Regions from separate parts of the Rattus norvegicus genome. Here region 2 is linked to region 1. A link is a contact called in public Hi-C data. All regions are on one chromosome and are shown on one strand. The core of a region is the stretch at or near the end of the contact, and the rest is flanking DNA. Distances in the headings are between cores, read along the strand shown. Region 1 holds the start of Capza1 (capping actin protein of muscle Z-line subunit alpha 1). Region 2 has its middle 6.8 kb from the start of Wnt2b.

Region 1 (7,497 bases), core at 1,382-3,881:
TAATACCTAATGTGAAATTCACTTGAAAAAGTTATTAAAACAAAAGTGACTTTTAGTCCCCATTGTTTCATATCTTAAGAATCTTCTCGTGTATATAAAAGTGGGGTTTTATACTGTTCTTTACTTAAATAAGAAGCAAATCAAAATGAGTGTATATAAGGCCCTAGGATCCATATTTAGGTCAAAGAAAGAAAATCAAGTCACAGTGAGATAATTTAGTCTGCTTCTCTGAAAATCTAAAATATAATCAGCAAATATATAAGGATAAAAAGCTAAATGCACTTTCACAACATGGTCTAACACAGTCCAGGCTGGTCTCAAACTTACTGTGGATCTGAGGATGGCCTTGAACAACTGTATCTACCTGTATTGGTAAAATACAACTGCATCTAACTGTATCTGTATCTATCTCCCCAGTCCTGGGATCACAAGTGTGTATTAGCATTCCTGGTTTATGGGTGCAATGGATTGAAACCCATGGCTTCCTGTATGCCAGGGAAGCACTCTATCAACTGAGCTACATCCACAGCCCCAATTTTGAGTTTTAAAAGAAACAAAAATCTGCAATAGTCAACTGCTTTCATCTGAAGGGTACATGTAGTCAAAACACAGGCGATAAACCAAAGTTAGCAGGCTTGACAGTTCAAACCTGCAATACTAACATTCTGGAGGCCAAGGCAGGAAGGTCTCCAGCTTGAGGAGATCCTGGACTATAAAGAGGGACGTGTATAAAAACAATTTTTAAGGCAGGCTACAGGCTGGAGAGATGGCTCAGAGATTAGGAGCACTGACTGCTCTTCCAGAGGTCCTGAGTTCAATTCCCAGTAACCACATGGTGGCTCACAATCATCTGTAATAGGATCTGATGCCCTCTTCTGGTGTGTCTGAAGACAGCTACATACATTAAACAAAGAATTAAAGCCAGGCTAGCTAGTATATGTCTCTAAATCCGCCACTTAAGAAGTGGCTCAAGGGATCAGGTATTCAAGGTCAGTCTTGGTTATATCCTGGCCTCAAGACAACAACAGTAGAAAAATAAATGAACAACTCAATGAACAGCATTTTAATGAGCACACAAATTACGTCATGAAACTATTACAGATAAATTAGACCGTATGTGGTGCCTGTCCTCTAAAATACCCAAAGCATTTTAGAGCACTATCCTATGGTCTTTCATGTCATCTCATGGGACTCTCTAATAGAAATATTTCCACCTTCTGAGGCTGCAGAAATAAATTCTGCAATAACACCACAAAAGGTCCAGGACCCCATCTTTTCATCCTGCCTATGGCTAAGGAATAGCATTTGCAGAATCTGCATGGATCAACACTGTTTACAAATTTTATCTTTAGCCCAGGCCCCGTGACACTGTACAACTGCGGAAGGAAAATACTAAACAACCTCACTGTTGTCAGTGCTTCTCTCTCCTCTCTCTCTTTCCTGTACTATCTTATTACTCATAACAAAGTCTGAAGGATAAAAATATTACGAAAAACGTTTCTTAATTGAACCGTCTTACAATAAAAGTATGATCCACTAAAATCATAGCATTTTCTATCTTGTATTACAGATATGCTTATCTTAGGTTTCTGGTGTAGGTTAAGTTCAGCAGCTGGAGACTCAATGGTACGGTTTTTCAAAGAGCCCTGCAAGCAATAAGAATGTATATACATTGTGTGTACCTATCTGGGAATGCTCTCTTCTGCCTTACTACCTGAAGCTTGCAGCTTGACAGGTAGCTTTTCCGGTGGTAACGTAGGCAGAACAGAGAGGGCGAACCTTCAGAGCTCTAGGGAGGGGCCGGTAAACTGCAGCACAGGTTTAACAATTAGCTGCCGGGTTGCTGTGGCCCAAAAGAAAAAATAAACCCACTGGAGCATGCAACACCAATTTCCTTCTGCAAAGCCCTCCATGACTCCCTGAGAATCTCTGATCTTTGGTGCTTGTCCCCGACTGTCCAGGAGGTTTGGGCCTCTCACCCGCTGTCACGTTGTCACACAGCCTCAGCGGGACCCTCAGAGCGTAAAGCAGCCCCAGCCCCGCCAGGAACCACAGCGTGGACCCAGAGTTCGCCAGCCCGGCCTTCAGCCGCTCTTTCCAGCCCAGCGGCGGGCCCAGGCCCAAGCCGGGAACAGGTGCATGGGGACACCCCACAGCCCGCGCGGCTTCCGCGAAGTAGTCTCCGTCCGCCATCTTGCGTCTCCGGCAGGCGCCGGGACCTGGGAGGGGAGAAGGGCCGGAAACCCGGAGTTGGGAATCCTGGGATAGTGGCGGACTTGAAGCTGGCCTCTGTCTAGGCTGAGTCCTGGGGAATTGGACGGAGGTCTGGAAGGTGGCGGAACGCCTGGAAGGTGGCCTACTCTGGGGCTACCTAGTCCTCTAGGAGGGCGGGGAAGGATCCGATGGTGGCACTTATTCTGCAGGAAACGGACTCAATGTGGCGCTGGAGAGAAGTGGTTTTGGTTCCGTACGTGGTTGGGGGTCACCTTTCGCCCTGTGCCGGCGTTGGAAAAGTACTGATGTCTCCTAGAGCCGAGCAGCTCTTAGTGCACTGGACTCGGCGGCCTACGAGACCAACGGGATCAGGAAAACTTCTAGGTGTAGCAACTGCTACTTGACCAGAGGGAGCCCAGGCGCCATGGACAGTCGAGACACGCCACCAAGCATTCCAGGACGAATGGGAAAGTGACTGAAACCCAGTGAGAAAGATGTTAAGACTGCAAAACCCTGAGGGGAAAGTCGACTTCCTAGAGCGCTCCCACCCTAAGCTGTCACGCCCGCGCGGAACTGACATGGCGCCCTCTTGGCCGGAGCTTCCGGGCGGGTCCTTCTGACGGCCCCCTCGGTGATTCCACCACTCAGCTTCCTTCCCGGCTTGCCTCGCGCCGGCCCGCCGGGCTGGGCCAGAGCAGCCAAGATGGCCGACTTCGAGGATCGGGTGTCGGATGAGGAGAAGGTAAGGGGTCCGCCTCTTTTACTTCCTCCCCCGACGAGGCCCAGGGGTCCGAGCCGGCAGCAGTGGGAAACCTGGTGGTGACCCCTGGAAAAAGAAGGTTGTTTCCCGGTGCTAGCATATTCCCTCTGCATCCGGGACGCTTCCTTCCTTAAAGGAGATTTCGTTTGCCTCACGGTGGCCCCAGTCCCCCATTCCTCAACTCTTCTTTTCATTCCGGACCGAACACAACCTTCCTTCAAAAGAGGAGACACTTTGTCTGATTGACTTAACTGTAGACTCTTTACTGTGTAAGAGAGGAGGAGAATGTGATGTCGGGACGTGTCAGGCAGCAGTTATTTTACCGCCTTTGGCTGTTGGGGCTCACCCCATCCCCCCATTTATAGGTATGATTGGGGTTAGTTTAGAACGAGTCACTTCCTGATCAGAGTGGCCTCCTTAACTTCCCTTTTGCTCCTCCTTCCTCAGGAAGTGATTTTGCTGTCAGGACTCCTTGTCAGGGAGAGGTCCTCTGGTGTTGCCTGTCCACCTAACCTACACACCCTCATCTTTTCTTAACTACTGACGACTAAACTAATTGGATAAAAATAAATCAGTAAACCTCAAGGGATTTGCTTAAGAATTTGACGAACACCTTTATTCTGCTTATGCTCTCTTGTGTGCACGTTTAGCCCCAAGGTGACTCCGACTCTTCTGTTTTAACTATAATTTTTTTTCAAAGTAGTTTTTTTTACTTCCGGTTAAACCGTGAGAAGTAGGCAACAGACTTGTTTCAACTCCAGAAAGGTTATGTAGCAAATAAACCTCACATTTAACACATTCAGTTTGGATGAAACACCCAACCCTTTTTTGATGACCAACTGTAGTGCTTTATAGCTGGGGTTGTCAGAATGTCGTTTGTGTGCCTAGATCTTTAAAGGTGTTTTAAATACAAGGGTGTATCCCAAATTTGATAGGATAACTTTTCCTGACAACCACATATATTTGCTAAACAGTTTGTTCAAAAAGGAAAGAAGTGCCAGGTTCTTCCATAAACACAGAATCTTAGGGTGGCTAGAAGTTAAAATGGTTTCACTAGATAACTACTTATGGGACAAGAATGTGTCTTTTGTTTCCTGCAGTGCCTGTTAGCAAAGTATGTGCCCTCCGGTGTTCTATAAAATCTGCCTGGGTTCTTTTTTGTTGTTTTGTTTTGTTTGTTTTTTATTAGATGTATTTCTTTACTTACATTTCAAATGTTATTCCCTTTCCCAGTTTCCTGTCCATAAGCCCCCATTACCTCCCATCCACCCCCCATACGGGTGTTCCCCCCATCCATCCCCCTTACCGCCCCCCCCCATTCCCCTGCACTGGGGGGGTCCAACCGATTGTTGGGGGGGGAACAGATTATTTTTGATCACTTCTTCAAAAAGAATAACTTAATATATACCTGTGTAAGAATGAGCCACTGTCTTTAAATGCTGAAAAGGGTGCTTAGCACCTTTATAAACACTTAACAGGGACCAGGATGGCAGTTTGTTACTAGAGTACTTAACATGTGCAACATCCTGTGTTTGAACTTCATTGTTAGTAGGACAAAAACTAAAAAGCCACCAAATAACACTTTAGTATTGGTTTCTCTTATTTGAACATTGAGTATTATAAATATTAAAGACCTAAGAAATCAAAACTCACACAAAGAAAACTATGACAACGTTTATTATAAAACAAATACTTTTGGTTCACATAACATTAAGTTAGAGTGAAACTTTATTCTATTTCTTGAGACTGTGTCTTATGTGGCTCATGTAAACCTCTAACTCACTATACAGCCAAGAATGACCCCAACCCTAATCTGCCAGGCTTTCTCAAATGGTGCTAGGCACATACCATGATACTTAACTTTATTGCTTAGTTTTAATAATGATAAACAAGCCAGTAATAAGTAGTAAGTCTGCTGATAAATTGCTGATAAATCCTATTCCTATTTTAGTAAAGAGCTTTTGATGTTTTGTATTTGGGGGACAGATTCTTGTTATATATCCCTAGCTGATCTGAAACTTGTTCTGTAGACTGGTCTGATCTCCAATTTGCCCTCCTGTCTTTGCCTCCCATGGTTCTAGGTTTAATAGAGATTTTTTTATTTGTTTTGTTTTTGTTTTTTATTAATTGACTACATTGTCTTTATCAATGTAGATATGTAGTATAATGATACAGTAAAATCCCTATGCTTTGATCCAGGCATGGTGGTGCATGCCCTTAATCCAAACATTCAGGAGGCAGAAACAGGCAGATCTCTGAGTTTGAGGCCAACCGTGACTACATAGTGAGTTCCAGGACTACATAAAGAGACCCTAGTAACTTGAGATTCCTGTAATTTTATTAGATTCCTTTCCTCAGAGTTGACAGGCACATTCACATCTCTCTAAATCTATGACTATAAAGAAAGGCTTTCTGGGTGGAAGTGATGCTGGGACACATCTTTAATTCCAGCACTGGGAGGCAGATTTCTGTGAGTTCGAGGCTAGCCTGGTCTACAGAGGAAGTTCTAGGACAGCCAAGAACCTTGTCTTGAAAAGAAGGAAAAGAAAGGGCTTTGTAAGACTTCTTGATTTTTGAGCTTCTTACCTACTTTGCCTGCTTTTCCTTCTAATCTTTAATTGATTCTTAACAGAAATTGAAAAGCTAGCGGAAAAGGCTGGTCCTGGTGGTACCTGTCCATAATAATTTCAGCTCTTGAGAGATAAAGGCAAAAAGAATTAGGAATTCATGCCCATGCTTAGCTACATAAATGAGATCCCTTTCTCAAAAAATAAAATGTTTTGCAGTGGGGTGTGTGTGTATGTGTCTGTCTGTCTGTGTCTGTGAAAAGATTATACTAATCTTGAATGTCTTGAGATTCATAAGCAAGTAGCCCTGATGATATTTTTGCAGTAATTGTTTGTTTGTTTACTTTGATTTGTTGAGACAGTCTGAATTCTGTAGCTCAAGCTGATGTGGAACTCACTGTGTAGCCCAGACATAACTCCCAGTGACACTTCTGTCTTGAGGTCCTTGGTGCAGGCTTACAGTCGTGAGTTACCATCCAAGCAGTACAAACTAATCTTAAATCTTTCAGGGCCTAGCTGCTTAGGAAGCCAAGGCAAGAGGATAGAAAAATGTAAGGTCTGTCCAGGCTACAAAGCAAATGAAGTACAGCCTGGAAAACTTGGTGAGACTGTCTCAAAAAATGGAAGGGAAGTGGGAGATGGACTGGACATGTAAGTCAGTCAGTGGTAGAGTACTCACAGGCATCTGCAAAGTCCCTTGGAGAGTCCCCGGGTCTACAGGCTATTCGAGCAGTAATTTCTACTTTGAATTCTTGAAAGAAATCCAGAATGTTCATTTTCTTCTTTCTTGTTGAAGACTTCAAATACATTTGATTTGGGGTTGGTCTGTTTTGTTATTATTGTTCTGTTTTCAATCTTATCTTTGTATGTTCTGTGAACACAGTAAGCCCGGACATAAGTTTGGCATTTGAGGCCTTTTTTCCCCCCCTCAAACATTTCTAAAAGCAAGTAAAATCATTTTTGTAACCAGCTGCAAAAGCTTTTATCATCCCCCCCCCCCCCCCAGCTGAGGACCGAACCCAGGGCCTTGTGCTTGCTAGGCAAGCGCTCTACCACTGAGCTAAATCCCCAACCCCAGCTTTTATCGTTTTTAAAGAGGAAGGGTGTTTGTTTGTTTGTTTGTTTTTTGTTTTGTTTTTTTTATCCTTTTTTCCACTTCTGCATCATTACCTGAAATAGAGTGAGCTGTCTGAACAAAGCAGGAAGTGAGACATATACTAACCAGCAGCTAAGTGCTTCTAGTCTTATCTGGTAGTTGAATTTCTGTGAACTATTCCAGGTACTTACCCTTTTCAGTTAACTTAGTTCCAAATGCTTACCAAGATCAAGATACCTGATTAGGAAGTTTGAAGTGTGAGATGAGTGACTTGTTTGTGTTCTCTGCCTCATCTGTTTTATTTCATGATTCAGCTTTGATTTGTTGGGTTTTTTTTTAATGTTCTTTTTATTTGTTTTTTGTTTCCAGCAGTGTGAAAAGAATTCTAGGATTGAACAATACTGATTAGCATGGTTTTCCTTTTAACCTAATGAATAAAATATGTGCATACACCTTTAAAAATGCTGAAATGTAGATGTGTCTGCTTTTAGTTTAGACAGTGGTATCATTTGCTAGAGTTGGTTTGGTTTTTGTTTTGGTTGTCCCATTGGATATTCGGGTTTTGAAACAGTCTCATTCTGTAGCTCACAGTCTCCTCACTCGATGGGTGCTCCTGTTTCAGCTTCCTGGGATGCGAGGATTATAAGCATGTGCCTATTACATCACACCTGGATTAAGGATTTTTTTTTTAAGCTCTTTTTGTTTAATTGCTTTGTTCTGTTTTTAAAGCAAGATCTTAGTATGTAGCTCAGGCTAGCCTAAAATTGGTTATGTAACCAAGGCTGCCCTTGAAACTGACATCCTGTCTCAGCCTCCAGAATGCTGGAATTATACGTGTAAACTATAAAAGCTGCTGTCGC
Region 2 (7,497 bases), core at 2,665-5,164, 110 kb before region 1:
TTTGCCCTGTACCTTCCATCTCCCTTGAACCTTAGAATAGAAATATGGAGAGCCCCAAAAGTCTTCACTGTGGTGTTCTTCTCTATATGTTTTATTTCTTTAAAATTATCGATTTCAATATGTTTATATGTAACTATGAAGTTTTATAATTAGTTCCTTTTGCTTTTAGCACAAAGGTATAATTTTTAAACAATTTTACCTGATTGGGAAGTCTGTTCTTTGAGTTTGGCTTCTGCTTCTAAGTTTGTGGTATCAGCAGTTCTGCTTTGTTCTCACAGAGAAGAAATGTGTTTGTTCCTTTTACTTGTAACTGGGAATACCTTACCAGATCCCAGTTCCTCACCCATTCTGGGCAGTTGTCAGCTTCCCAAGGCTTTTATGACCCCCCCCCCCTGGCAGTGGCCTGAAAAGCAACAGAGTTAAGTAACCTTTCCTACGTAAATAGCCAGGGTGGGGGTGGGGGGTTCCTCTGCTCTCCCAGGTTTGACTCCTCCCTCTATGGCTTCCAGCTAGTGCTTGCTCTGGTTGGCGGTTGACTCTGGCCTAAGATTCTGCTCCCACGGATTCTGAGGCCCAAGTTCTTTACCAGACCCTGACCTCTGCCAAGTGGCAGGGCCAGCCGGTCCTTTAGAGAAAATCTCTGAGAGATTGCCTTTGGTCCCAAAGAGTGTTAGCTTGAACATTCCTGCTGAGATGTTTTGTTTATGGATAACATGCTCCACGTTGGGCGCCATATATAAATGGATTATTCTTCACATAAATGTAAACAGTGAACTAATCTAGCAACTGTATTTTTTTTTTTTTTACTTTATGCTAGTACCAAATAACCACACAGGGAAACCAAGCTTTATTTTAAAATGCACCCCAATAGCTGAGCATTTAGAAGATCAACCTTTGACCTTAGTAGCCTCATATGCTAATCTGGCTACCTCCCAGCCCCATCCCAGGATACTTGTATATTATCTGGCTCTCTGGGCTTCAGCTGTGTTTCCATGATCTCCCTCTGTACCTCTTCCTTGTGGCTCCAAACTCCATCCTCCTTACTGATCTCAATCTCCCTCTCTCCTTCCTTGGTAGATTTCCCACCCTAGTCTCTCTTCTTCCCAGCTATTGGGTGGTCAGCATTTATTGACAAGGCAGAGAATAAATGGTGAGAACTGTTTATACAAACTTGAGACAGGAGATTCTTGGTATAAGCCTTACAAGGCCATGTCTGGATTGAAACAAGATATGAGGGCAGAAAAATCAGTATCTGAATAACACACGTGTAAACTTTACACAGTGTACAAAAACCTTATGACTACATACATGTGTCGTTTAGCCCAGGCTGGACTAAGAGTCACTATGTAGCTGAGGATGACCTTGAATTCCTGACCCTTCTACCCCTACCTCCCAAGTGCTGGGATTACAGGACTCTACCACCAAGCCAGGTTTAATTTTATTTTTTGGTTTTATGGGACAGAATCTCTCTGCAACACCTTGGCTATCCTCAAAGTCACTTTGTAGACCAGACTGGCCTTGCACTTGCAGAGTTCCACCTGCCTTCAGAGCACGAATTAAAGGCATGGACAGTACACCCAGCTTCAAGTCACAGTCATTATTGCTAGTTTTGCTTCTATATATTTAACAATCTATTTATCTACCTATCATTTATCAATCTATCCAGTGTGTGTGTGTGTGTGTGTGTGTGTGTGTGTGTGTGTGTATGTGTGTGTGTGTGTGTGTGTGTGTGTGTGTGTGTGTTGTACCTGTGCCGTGATGTACATGTGGCAGTCAAAGGACAACTTTTGAGAGTGAATTCTCTCCTTCTACCATATGACTTGGTAGTGTACACCTTTGCCTGCTGAGCAATCTCACCAATTTGCTGATTTCAAATAAATAGAAACAAATAAAGCAGATTGTGGGATGATGTCACAGGTGAAGAAGGTACAAGATAGAATGAGGCAAAAAACAAGGAGGGCAGGAAAAAAGTTTGAGGGACAGAGAGGAGACTGGGACAGAAAGGACAGCAGAGGGGAGACAGTAGTTGCGGGACAACATGGGAGCTGACATTAAGATTCCACACTGTACCTTTACCAGTTGTTATAAATGTTCTTAAAGGATGGATCTGTACCAGGCTTTGTATGTTTAGGTGGGCAACTATATTTTATCAATTGGATCAAAGGTTATTGTGTCTTGTGGTCTTTCATGTGGAGAATTGAATTTTGGACAGTGTGTGAGATGCCTCAGAGTTGGGATGTCTGTTTCTGCCTTGGGAACTGGATGGGTAGAGAGATTGCTGCCAGGCTCAGAAAGAGGCCTTTGGCAGTGTGATATGGGATGGAGCAAAGCGGGTGAGAGGCTTTGCTGACTGAGACTAAGATATCCAGCAGATATCTTGGGGCACTTCTGTGCCGGATCTAGTGGGATAAAAGACTCTTTTATTTTTATATTTTTACAACGACAGCAGCTTTCCTCTATTTCCTCCTAATGTCCTCATTATTTTCCAGGCTCCATTCTGGAAATAACATCCCCAGCATATTACAAAAAGAAGCAAAAAAGGAATTTATTTTCAGCAGGATGTAATGATGCATATCAATGACCCCAGCATGAGGTGGACTGAGGCAGAAGGGTTGAGAGTTCAAGGCCAGCCTGGACTGCACAGCAAGAACCTGTCTAAAAAAAGAAAGAAAGAAAGAAAGAAAGAAAGAAAGGAAGGAAGGAAGAAAGAAAGGAAAGAAAATTCCTCAGATGGAGTTTGTCTGATATTTTTCTCATGATTTCTTGTGACACTAGGATTACAAAAGAGATCACAGAGGAGGAAATCCTGACACTATCATTTCCATAGTTTTGCCTTTTGCCAGGAATGCACAGTTGGAACCACAGCCTTTCAAATCCACTTCTTTCTGCTAGTGATATCCAAGGGAAGCTCCTCCACGTCTGTTGATAGCTCATTTTATCACTAAAACATTCCATTCTCGCACACGCACAGCTCATGTATCCATTCATCTCTGAAGGGCATGTCAGTTGCTCCCCAGTCTTGTCAGCTACGGAGAGATTGGCTATCAGCGTCAGTGTGCAGGGTTTTGTAGCCATCCCAATGAATGAGCGCACTAACTTGATCACATGGTAAGAGTATATAGCATTAACTGCCTTCCCAACTCACTGGGCCGTTTTACCATCTCTCTGGCAACAAATGTTGCTCTGTAACGACAAGAGACTCAAGTGTTATTTTTGTCACTGGGGCAAAAACTATCGCCCTGACTCCAATAATGTTGAGCCTGATGGCCCTGCTGAAGTATTTGTCAAGTTTCTCCCGTGGTAAAATTCTTTTTCCCTTCCATCCTCCATAGCTGTGTTGTATTTGTTGGAAAGATGTCAGAATGCGCAACCCACACTTAAGGATTAATTATACTTCGTGTCATCGAATGTGCAGTGTCTACATAAGTTACTTGGAAGTCTTTCTATGAGGGAGATTTGTCCTTTCCCCATTTATTTATTTGTTCAGTTGTTTGTTTATATTAACTCAGACTCATGGATATTTATTTTATTTTTTGAATTACTATCCAGAAATGCTTTTATTTTTGTTGCTCATGGCCGCCTCGGCCATCAGGAGCTTTATAAATTTGTCCCTGTGTTCGTATGAATCCAATGAGTGACTATAAGCCACCTAAACAAAAGAAGCTCTCTGGAGAAACTTCGGTAATATTTGTGTTTCTAAGAGCAAAAATTCTGAGAATGTCCAGGGATCCCTTATCCAACCTGGCTACAGGTGCGTTTGGTTCTACAAGAAGGCGATTCGGTCCTGGTGGAATCCCTGAACGCCACTCTTCCACTCTTGGGAACATCTCCCTTCTCCGTGTCCAGCCCTGAAACCAGGAATCCCCAAAATGAAGCTCGGCCCTCTGTCCTTCCAGAAAACGCCACGGCGGGGCGCCCTGCGCAAGGGGTGCGTTCCAGCCGGCCGCGAGCGTCGCAGAGGGCTGGGCGTCTGGGCTCGCTCAGTCGGGTCTCCACGGAACCCCGACCCTGGCCCGACCCCGACGACCTGCCTCACCCCTGGGTCTGCGGCGTCTCTCTGGGCCACATCCGCGCGTTGTGACGCCCAGAACAGAGCGATCGCAGCGAGAGTGGCCCGCGGGCTCCACTCCCCTGGGCGCCCTCCCGCCCTCCGCTGCCCATTCCCACAGACAGCCGCGGGGCGCTCTCGGCCCCGACCCCGCCCTTCTCTCTGGTTCCGGGCTTTCACGGCAGGGCAGACCCTTAGCCAGCGCACCAAAAGCCAGCGATAAACAGCTGCAGCTGGAGACCTGGCTAATTGATACAATAAGTTCTGTAATTGCCTCGAAAATAAGGTAATGATTTGGCAGAGGGAATGCTTTGATCTTATCAGCCCAGAGAGATCTCTCCAAGGAAAATTCAGGGACTGGCTGGAGGCTTCCAATTTGGAGTGTAATGCCGAGGGCCAGCCTCATTCCCCCACTCCCACCCCTCCCCCACGTTCCCTATGTCCTTCTGCAAGTTCTGGGCTTTTCAAGAAGGGATTGCCAAGTCCTAAAATGACCGAAAAGTACACACAATTAGGCCGTGAGCTATGCGTCGAAGAGGGGTAGATTCTGGACTGTTCGGGAACAGGGGGATGTCCGAAATGTATAATCCAGTCCTGGAAAGGCTACAGAAGAGATTGGAATGGAGGTGGGAGGCTAGTTTGGCTCAGGCCTCAGACTTTTTTTTCACACAGGGAGGCTTGCTGGCTTGGACTTTACTCGTAGGTGGGGGTACCAGAGGAGAGAACCTTGTGTGCCCTGCCTCTCCAAGAACAAACACCCACACACACGCACGCACACCCACGCACGCGCGCGCACACGCACGCACACACATACACGCGCGTGTACACACACACACACACACACACACACACACACACACACACACACACACACGGGGAGCGCCGTGGGTGTCCCTGCAGGGCAGAGGCTCCAGCACAAAGAGGATTAGAGAGATGAGCTAATCTGGTTTGTATCCCAGACATGGCCCCAGAAAGGACCCTGTCTACTGATGTTTAAGGAGTGGAGTAGTGTCGAATCTTGCTTTGAGGGCCTTGCTGGCTGACACTAACAGAGACCTCACCCCACAGGCGTCCCTAAGACGCTAGAGTCCAGGCTTCAGGGTCAGATTTAGGAAACAGAGAGACAGAGGCCTTGGGGCATAACAGAATGGCCCATGCTAAAGAAAGAAGAGAAAGACAGAGGACCTTCCCCAGCAGAAACTAGCTCTCCATTCACTTTCCAGTGGGGAAACTGAGGCCCAACGTGGGAAAGTGACTTACAGTATTGTAAATAATGCCCAAGTACTGCGTTGAGTTGAAGGTAGAAAGCTTTTTTTTTTTTTTTTTTTTTTTTTAAATCTTTTCTGGCTCTTGGAGCTGAGGGCAGTTAAAGTCACATACCAGAGAACATAGAGAGTCAGGTAGGCAGGTACCAGAGAGATTCAGAAAGCCACAAAGATAGTTTTGCTTGTTTGGTTAGTCTTTTTAAAAGACACAGAGAAACCAATGGTGGAGAGAGAGAAAAGAAAAAAAGGATATGGATCACAGTTGTGCCTCCACCCCCTCTCTCGGGGGGCGGGGGGACGACAGAGGGATAGGGAGACAGACACAGACAGACAGAGGCCAACCAGGAGAGGCCAAGTGACAGAATTGAGAAAGAGGGACAGACAAATATCTGGACAGTAAGAAAAGGCAGACAAGGGAGACAGGAAGCAAACCTAGACCGTGGACTAGGACTAGACACATAGTCACGAGCTTAAGAAAATAGTACCCCAGAGGAGAGATGGGGAGAAAGGCCATGTGAAAGGGGGTAAAGTCAGGATTTGGGCTCACTGGGGGCACTCTAACATCCAGATCAGTTTGGGACCCAGAGCAAGCAGCAGGCAAGAAAGAGAGCTCAGTGCTTAGCCTACAGGATTCAGTCACATTGGGGCAAAGGCAGAACCTTTCTTTGAGGAGAGGCTGGCCAGTGACCACCCAGGATCCCAGTAGCACAGCCTGGGCCACTTGCCCAAGATGGCACTCAGCCTGTCCACTGCCTGGCTCTAGTCTCCTTATAGCTCAAGTGCTAAAAGGCTCAGACCACCCCAAAGTTCCCATCTCCCTTGTCTTCCCTTCCTGGTGTCCTTCTTCCTTGATGTCCTTCCTTCCTTCTTGGTCCTCTGGGGAAGGTTGCTGTCTAGCCACTTACTAACTGGGAGGAAAGGGATGCTGTGCCATCAAGCCCCCTGCTTTGGCTGGATGTTCCTTTCTCCTGTGCCCCTCCCACACCCCAAGCCTGATTGGCCTAGCCTCTTACAGACAGTTCCTCACCTCGCCTGAAACCTCATAAATACCAAGCAGAGGCCAGCTAGGCTGTGTAACAAGCCAACAGCCCCACTGCACTCTCCTTTAAAATCTTTGGGTTCTCCTCAGTCCCCAGATACCTGGGGTGGATAGCAGGGCAGGAGGTGGGGCATCAGGCATGGTGTGAACCTGGCCCTAATTCAAAAGAGACCTGCCTTAGTCTGCAAAGAAATCCCAGGAAAGGCATCCGGGGGGCCCCTCGTGTATGCAGCAAGCTCAGGAATTCCTTGACTTCCATCCAACAACCCCCCCCCAGCCCCTTCTTGGCCTTTCTCTCTCTGCTCATTACCATCCCCACCACCTCCCACCCACCAGGAAAGAGAAGGTCATCGCCAACTAGGGCCCAAGGAAAGGGGGCTTTTTGGAGGATAGGCCAGGGTGGAGCCAGGGCTGTTTACACACATCAGCTTCCCTTAACTCATCTCCACGCCCATCCAAAGGCCAGGAACAATCTAAAGCCACTCAGCGTACAAAGCTGAGCCCAATGTATAGGGGGACCTGAACCCTAAAAGGCCTCGGTGGACAGCAGAGCACAAAGTGAGCTATGGAATCTGAGCGTGGAATCTCCTTTTTATGCCCACTTTGAAAAGGGCAAGAGATTACGGTGCCACTGAGAGCTGATCTGGAAGCTGTCTGCAGAAGGACATTTGGCAGTGTGCGTGCGTGTGTGTGTGTGTGTCTGTGTCTGTGTCTGTGTGTGTGTCTGTGTGGTGAAGGGGTGGGGTGGGAAGGGGGACAGCCTGAGATTCCTTGGGTCTCTATTAATGCTTATTCTATCTGCCGCATACAGCCTTGAACCCAGAGGTTAGACATCACCTTAAGGCCTTCTCCGCCTGTGTCCATTCGGATGCTCTTGTCAGTGGCAGGCACATAGCAGGTACTCACTAAGTATGACTTGACCTCCAGACCGGTGTCAGACTCTCGAATCAGAGGCTTCTCCTGCAGGCTCCCATAACTCAGGCAGTGGGGGGCTGGGGCATAAGCTAGAGGAGCAAGGCACAGCCACCAGGATTGACCCTGGTTCTGGAAGCCCCACAGCAGGCTCTTGCGTGAGGAGCTGAGCTCTCCAGTAGTGTCTAGGACTTTGAGGCTGGAAGTTTATTTTGAGATTTGAAGCTCCAAAG

What was found. A called contact is a pair of places that touch in the nucleus more often than the background predicts.
Region 2: a Hi-C map of Schwann cells shows a contact between it and region 1, with 8 times the contacts expected there. The contact joins the enhancer-like site here to the promoter of Capza1 in region 1. A contact is called at or near these places in 4 of 12 Hi-C or Micro-C datasets (the A7r5 cell line, Schwann cells, mammary epithelial cells and 1 more).

What each region holds. Positions count from the first base shown.
Region 1 is chr2:195,048,234-195,055,730 of GRCr8, reverse strand. Capza1 (capping actin protein of muscle Z-line subunit alpha 1) reads left to right here and starts at 2,631. Exons shown (of 10, transcript NM_001109625.2): 1 at 2,631-2,956. The coding sequence starts at 2,918. St7l (suppression of tumorigenicity 7-like) reads right to left here and starts at 2,792. Exons shown (of 14, transcript NM_001007639.1): 1 at 1,980-2,792. The coding sequence starts at 2,193.
Region 2 is chr2:195,159,983-195,167,479 of GRCr8, reverse strand. No RefSeq gene overlaps it. Among named protein-coding and RNA genes, the nearest start is that of Wnt2b, 6.8 kb to the right of the region's middle. Within about 2 kb of position 3,914, at least 22 of the 93 cell types and tissues checked have an H3K27ac peak or open chromatin away from gene starts, as enhancers often do. A contact at or near this core is called in the A7r5 cell line and Schwann cells, where this site is marked.